Linked DNA regions of Ovis aries: region 2 is linked to region 1. The links are chromatin contacts, called in public Hi-C maps. All regions are on one chromosome and are shown on one strand. The core of a region is the stretch at or near the end of the contact, and the rest is flanking DNA. Distances in the headings are between cores, read along the strand shown. Region 1 has its middle 350 kb from the start of WDR11. Region 2 holds the start of FGFR2 (fibroblast growth factor receptor 2).

Region 1 (2,961 bases), core at 25-2,524:
TTCCTTGATCTGCCAAAGGCCTACTGGTGGCAAGAGGGGGCCCTGGGGATGGACTTGGGAGTTGACCCTGCAGTGGATTGAACGGTCTCTTCCAAGAAGACATCTTCGGGTCCTAACCCTAATAGTACCTGTGAATGGGACCTCATTCAGAAATAGAATCTTTGCAGATGGCCATACTGGATTATGATGGGATCTAATTCAGTGATAGGTGTCCTTATAAGAAGAGAAATTTGAATATCAGGTAACACAAAGCAATTGCCGTATGAAGGGGTGCAGAGATTGGAGTTATGCCCCCAGAAGCCAAGGAACACCAAGGATTTCTAGTAGCCACTGGAAGGAAGGTATGGAACAGATTCTCCTCTGTTCAGAGCCTCCGAGAAGGAACCAGTTCTGCCAAAACCTCGATTTCAGAACTGTGAGTGAATAGGTTTCTGTTTCATTAGCCTTCTAGCTTCTGATGCTTTGTTATGGGAGCTGTAGGAAACCAATACAAACACAGAACACAACTTTTTGCCTTCGTGAGTTTCTAGAACTAGAAACTACGTGTAGAAGACATCCTTCAAACCCAGGCCTCTTTCTGCCAGATCAAGGAGGAGGGAAGTGTGGTCACTTTTGACTGCAGTTCTGAGGAGCATACAAATCTAAGACAGGGTAATGTCCCTCCCTCAGGTGCAAGCTTGATGGACTAAGTTAAGCTGGATCAGTGCTAAGGAGTCACGTGTTGCTGTCAGGGGCTGCAGAATGTAGAAGCCAGGTAGTAGTGGTCACCCCCTCAAAAAACTCAGAAAGATGTATGCCTGCCCAGTTTCCCAACCTAAATGATAAGTAGTCCCAGTGGATGCTTCCCACTCTATGAATTTCCAATGTTACTTTGGGGTCACGTGACTTGCTACACATACACTCTTGGAACTGGTGAAAAATACAGAGCGTTCCAAGAATATCAGCATCCAGGCTGCCAAGAGGCTTCTCAATGGAGCTTACAATCACTGAGGTTTGAAATAATTGTCCTCCTCTAATCAGATCATCCCTGCCACCCAAGCAGTTCTAACACCCAGAACTGGAGGAGGCTGGGAGAGGAATGAGACCAATCTTTTCCAGCCCAGCTCGGAGGTTCCCTGCCTGTGAGGAGTCAAGAGAGAAACTTCGGTGGCGTTTCACCACTTCCCAAGGTTATGGTCCAAGTTCATTTTTTTAACCTCACAACTGTTCCGGATGATCCAACATGTGTAAGGGTTTGTCCAGACTGTTTGAGGTTCTTTTGTGAAACTGTCAAAACAATGACCTCATTTGGAGCCATCTGCTGACAGGCAGGATTGGCACAGAGCTCGCCTCTGACTTATGTCGCTGGAGCAATCAATTCAAGATGGCCACTCCGAGTATGAGGCTTGCTCAGCGATATGCAAACAGATAACGGATTGCTCCATCCCTTCCTCAAGTTACCAAACATGTCAGTGTTAAGGCAGCCTCCTCCAAAGGCTGCCTGCCAGGCATGGCAAAGGGAAGTCATCACCCGCTGACCCAGAAACTCAAATCCCTCCGCTGCCTGGAGTGGGGCTGCTTCCCCCACCATTAACTTGTGAAACAAAGGAACAGGATTGAACCAGAGAAAACTGTTGTCTTTGGAGCAGAAAGGACACTGGGTACCATGGATGTGTGCATGCCAACACCACAGAATGACCTTGCTCTGACTGCCGGGTGGCTGAACCAGGGCTCCCCCAATAATAGCAGAGTCCGTGGGAAAGAATCCCTCGGGGTATAATTCAGATCCAGGCTGGGATTATCCGAAAAGAATGAGCTGGGACATTCTACAAAGGCACGGAGCGCGTAGGTATTCCGGATCTGTGGTTAGGTTGCTGAGTCCAGCGTTTTTCACGACCCCTGAAGTTCAGTGTGTTTTTACGTGCTCACAGAAAGAAGATGCCTCGTTTTTAATTGCACATACCTCTTCCATCTCTCTGGGAAAGAAAAGAAACTCAAGAAACAGGCGGGGAATTATTTTTGACCCAATTTGTTGTTATTGCCAACTGGCCTCCCGAAGCGGCTCATTGGGCAAACTCAGCAGAATGGTCCGGTCTCAGAGCGCGGCTGCGCCCGCTGCAGACTGCTGAGAGGACGCTGCCCTCTGATTGCCTGTTTTTTATGATACCGTAGCAGAGACCCGTGGGGGGCTGGGGGTGGGGTGAGCCTCTTCTCATACGTGAAACCCAGCAAGTAGACCCCTCACGAATCTGAGTGCTTCCAGACAGCTCGGGTAAGGCGTTAAATCTGCAGTGCACCCAGGACTGTAGCTAAACTAAACACAACTACTTGAAGCTTGGGTCAGGTGGGGAGTGCTAATTTGCAAGAAGCTCGCTGTGGCATTATCAACACAGAGGGAAGTAAAAGCAGTGTCGCACCTAAATATTGAACATAGGATGCAGTAAGGGTGAAGTTGGAAGGGCTTAGAGAGACCCACAGGAGACAGGAAGGAAGGGAAATAATAAGATGGCTATCTGTCTGGAGGCATCACTCCTAAGCTGGCCAGTGGCACACCGAGAGCAGGGGCCCAGATATCTTCAGTGAAGAGTTCTGCATAATCTTTCTTCAGGCCTCCACTTGCACAGCAAAGGACCTAACAGTAATAACGGGGACCTTCCTGGTGGTCCAAAGGTTAAGAATCTGCCTTCCAATGCAAGGGGTTCAATCCCTGATCATGGAACTAAGATTCCCACATGCCGCAGGGCAACTAAGCCTGTGTGCCGCAACAAAGGCGCAGCACAGACAAAATAAAAATAAGAAAAAATATTAAAAAAATTTTTTTAAGTAATAATGTATTCAGTCAGGGTAGGAGGGGATTGTGAAAGAATAATTAACAAGTTTACTTCTGATCGACTACCCATGCCATGCCTTTTAGAAGAGTTGTAGAGAGGACCTCATCCACAACACAACTTCAAGAAATCTTCATTCCCTGGTGATCCAGTG
Region 2 (2,813 bases), core at 189-2,688, 380 kb after region 1:
TAGCGCTTCACGCCAAACACATAATGGGTGAAAGAAGGTTTGCCTTTAAGGGTGGTTTTATTGAATTGGGCGAGAGGAAGGAAGGTCCGGAGAAGAGTTTGCAAAGGAGCGGGAGGCGAGGGGAGCGGCTGAGGCTCCACGGCCCCGAGCCGGACCCCTTCGCCTGGCCCGGTGGCCGCGAGGGTCGGAGCCAGCGCCGGGCCCAGCCCTCGGCTGACTCCCCGGCGCGGCCCTGGAGCTGAAAGAATGAGCGCGCAAGTTAGAACTCGCCTGCGCTTTCGACATCTCCGAGCTGCTGCCGGTAGAGCAGGCAGCGAACTAGAAAAAGTCGGTCCAGTTCGCCCCCTAGCCCCAGGCGAGCCGCGCTCCCTCCAGCCGAGACGGCGGCTGCGGGCCAGGGAGGCCGAAGGGCACTGCAATCGGGGAACCGGAGCAGCCCCCCTCCCAGAGTGCCACCCCCCGCCCCGAGCCCTCGCCTACCCTACAGAGGTGTTGCCAGCCCCACCTCAGCGGACCCCTCCCGGGGAAGGGTCCCCGGCCCGGGCCTGGATGGAACGGAGTGGGGGCTCCCCGGGCCTCGGAACGAGGCACCTTCGACGATGTCCCCTCCGAGTCTGGGACCTACCGGGCTATGCCACCAGCGAGGCTGCCCCGCCGCTCGCCCGCCAGCTCTGGGGTCGGAGGATCGCGCCCCGCCAGTGGGAGTGCGCCGGCCGGAGTTTGACAGGGAGGCGGGCGGGGGCGGGGGGTGTCAGCGCCAGAAGCAGATGTCAGCATCTGGATGGGGGTGGAAGCGGCAGCACTGCCCAAACGCCAGCCGTCAGCAGGCACCCAGCTCCCCCATCACCTATGCAGCCAAAGAGGAAGGACAGGGAGCCGCCTCCACAGGGCCAGCCCTCCGTTCCGGAGGCCGTGCACCGGGTGTCTCGGGCTTCCACTGCACCCACTCTCCCGCCCCGCGAAGCTCCCCCGAGGCGCCCGACTCGGCGATTACCTTGAATGGCAACGATCCCCGGCGATCGGGTCTGTCCCCGCGCCCAGCGTGGGTCGGGATGGAGCAAACGACCAACTCCCAGCAAAAAAAAAAAAAAAAAAAGTGGTCCTCGCCGGCGCCAAAGTTCCGAGGCTTCACGCGCACCCCAGGCTGCGGAGGCGCGCAGGCATGACGCCCGCGGGCTGCGCTCGGATTTGGGGAGCGGGAGGAAGAAAGGAGTTGGGCTTGGCGTTTCCTCCACCAAACTTCGCTCGCAACTTGCGAACGACTGGAGCGCGGAGGAAAGCCGCGGCCTCGGGGCGCCCGGGCCCCGCCAGCCTGGAAAGGAGTCGCCGCGCCGGGCCAGCTACGCCGCGCGCAGACCCCGCGGCGCCCGAGCTTTGTGGCGGCCGCGCTCACTCCCTTGCTCGCCCGCCCGCCGGCTCGGCTCTCCGCGGCGTTCTCCGAGGCTGCCGCCGCCGCCGCCGCCCCCTCCCGGCGGGTCACGCCCCCGCTGAAACCCGAGCCGTTTCCTGGACGGCGGCGCCCGCTCTGCCAATCAGCGCCGCGCGCCCCGCCGCCCCGACTCGGCGCGGCTCCCGACGCCTGCGAGCGGCCCCGAGACCCCGGCGGGGAGGGCGAGGGGCCCCGGGCCGCACCGGGGCGCAGAGGGGCAGCAGGCAGCATCCTCCGTGGATGCGGCCGGGGCCCGCGCCCCCTTCCTCCCCTGGGCAGTTCGCCTGATCCACGGTTTGCCGGGTGGTTACGTTACGCTGTCTCGTTTCAAGTCAAAACAAATGACAGAAAGCCTGCTCTCTACCCACCCCTACCCGCGGCCACGAGACTTTAAACTGCATCTGCGTGGTATTGGGGCGCGTGGGGGAGAAATAGAATGCAACTGAAACTTTGAGACGAGAGAAAGTAACCTGGGGCATGCCTGTCTGCCCATCAAAACGATAGCGATGAGCAGAGAAGCGAGTGTTTACGGAGGTTCTGCTATAGGCAGGGCGCACGGAGTAGAGTCTCCTTTTTCAACCGCACAGCCACCCTGCAGAGTAATAGTCCCAGTTTCTGCTAAGGAAACAGGTTGAGAGATGTTATTTGTCCAGGGTTAACCAGCTGGTTAATGGCAGCAGCTGAGCCTGACTTTGAATCTGGCTGTCTTAGGGAAAAGTTCAAAACTGAGGGGGAAAAATAGTGTTTGGTGCTATGTATTTGGATCAATAAATTCGGAAGATTCTAAGGACTCAACTCTGCTATAAATAGCTGTATGACCTTAAGCAAATCAATTCCTCTCTCTGAATCTTAAGATTCTTCAACTAAATGCCAAGCTGTAACTGGTTAAAGTTCATATCTTCCATTTACCTTTTCCACTAGGCTGTGTCTACGGGATAATTTATTCTTTAACATACTTGCTCTCCTTCCCCACTCATCCAGCTCCCAAGCAGTGGTGCCTTAAGTCCAAGACAATATAGATAAAAACCTTAATTATTTTTTCTTAGAAAAGGTCATTAAACCCAGAAGTGCTTTGGAGTCCTAAAGATGGATGGAGCAGCAGTACCAAATTGACCTGGGAAATCGACTTTTCCTGCATTTAGAAAGGCAGTTGCTTATGGGTCATTGACACTGCACACTTCACAACATTTACGAAAATATTTTTTCAGGGTGCCACATCATTAGAAAATCATTCTTCTTCACAATACCTCTCAGAGAACTTTTATGTAAAATTACCGAAACACCAAGAGTACAGATCCGTTGAAATGCTTCAGGCGAATGGCTCTGAAATTCTGTTCTGGAAATGTGACAGCAAAAGTAATAGTCTGAGTCTCAAGCAAAATAA

The links. Hi-C and Micro-C count contacts between places; a contact is called where the count stands out from the background.
Region 2: a Hi-C map of hypothalamus shows a contact between it and region 1, with 3 times the contacts expected there. The contact joins the promoter of FGFR2 here to the enhancer-like site in region 1. A contact is called at or near these places in 2 of 16 Hi-C or Micro-C datasets (hypothalamus and tail adipose tissue).

The regions. Positions count from the first base shown.
Region 1 is chr22:40,711,442-40,714,402 of ARS-UI_Ramb_v3.0, forward strand. No RefSeq gene overlaps it. Among named protein-coding and RNA genes, the nearest start is that of WDR11, 350 kb to the left of the region's middle. Within about 2 kb of position 1,275, at least 13 of the 54 cell types and tissues checked have an H3K27ac peak or open chromatin away from gene starts, as enhancers often do. A contact at or near this core is called in hypothalamus and tail adipose tissue, where this site is marked.
Region 2 is chr22:41,089,591-41,092,403 of ARS-UI_Ramb_v3.0, forward strand. FGFR2 (fibroblast growth factor receptor 2) reads right to left here and starts at 1,439. Exons shown (of 17, transcript XM_060404525.1): 1 at 995-1,439.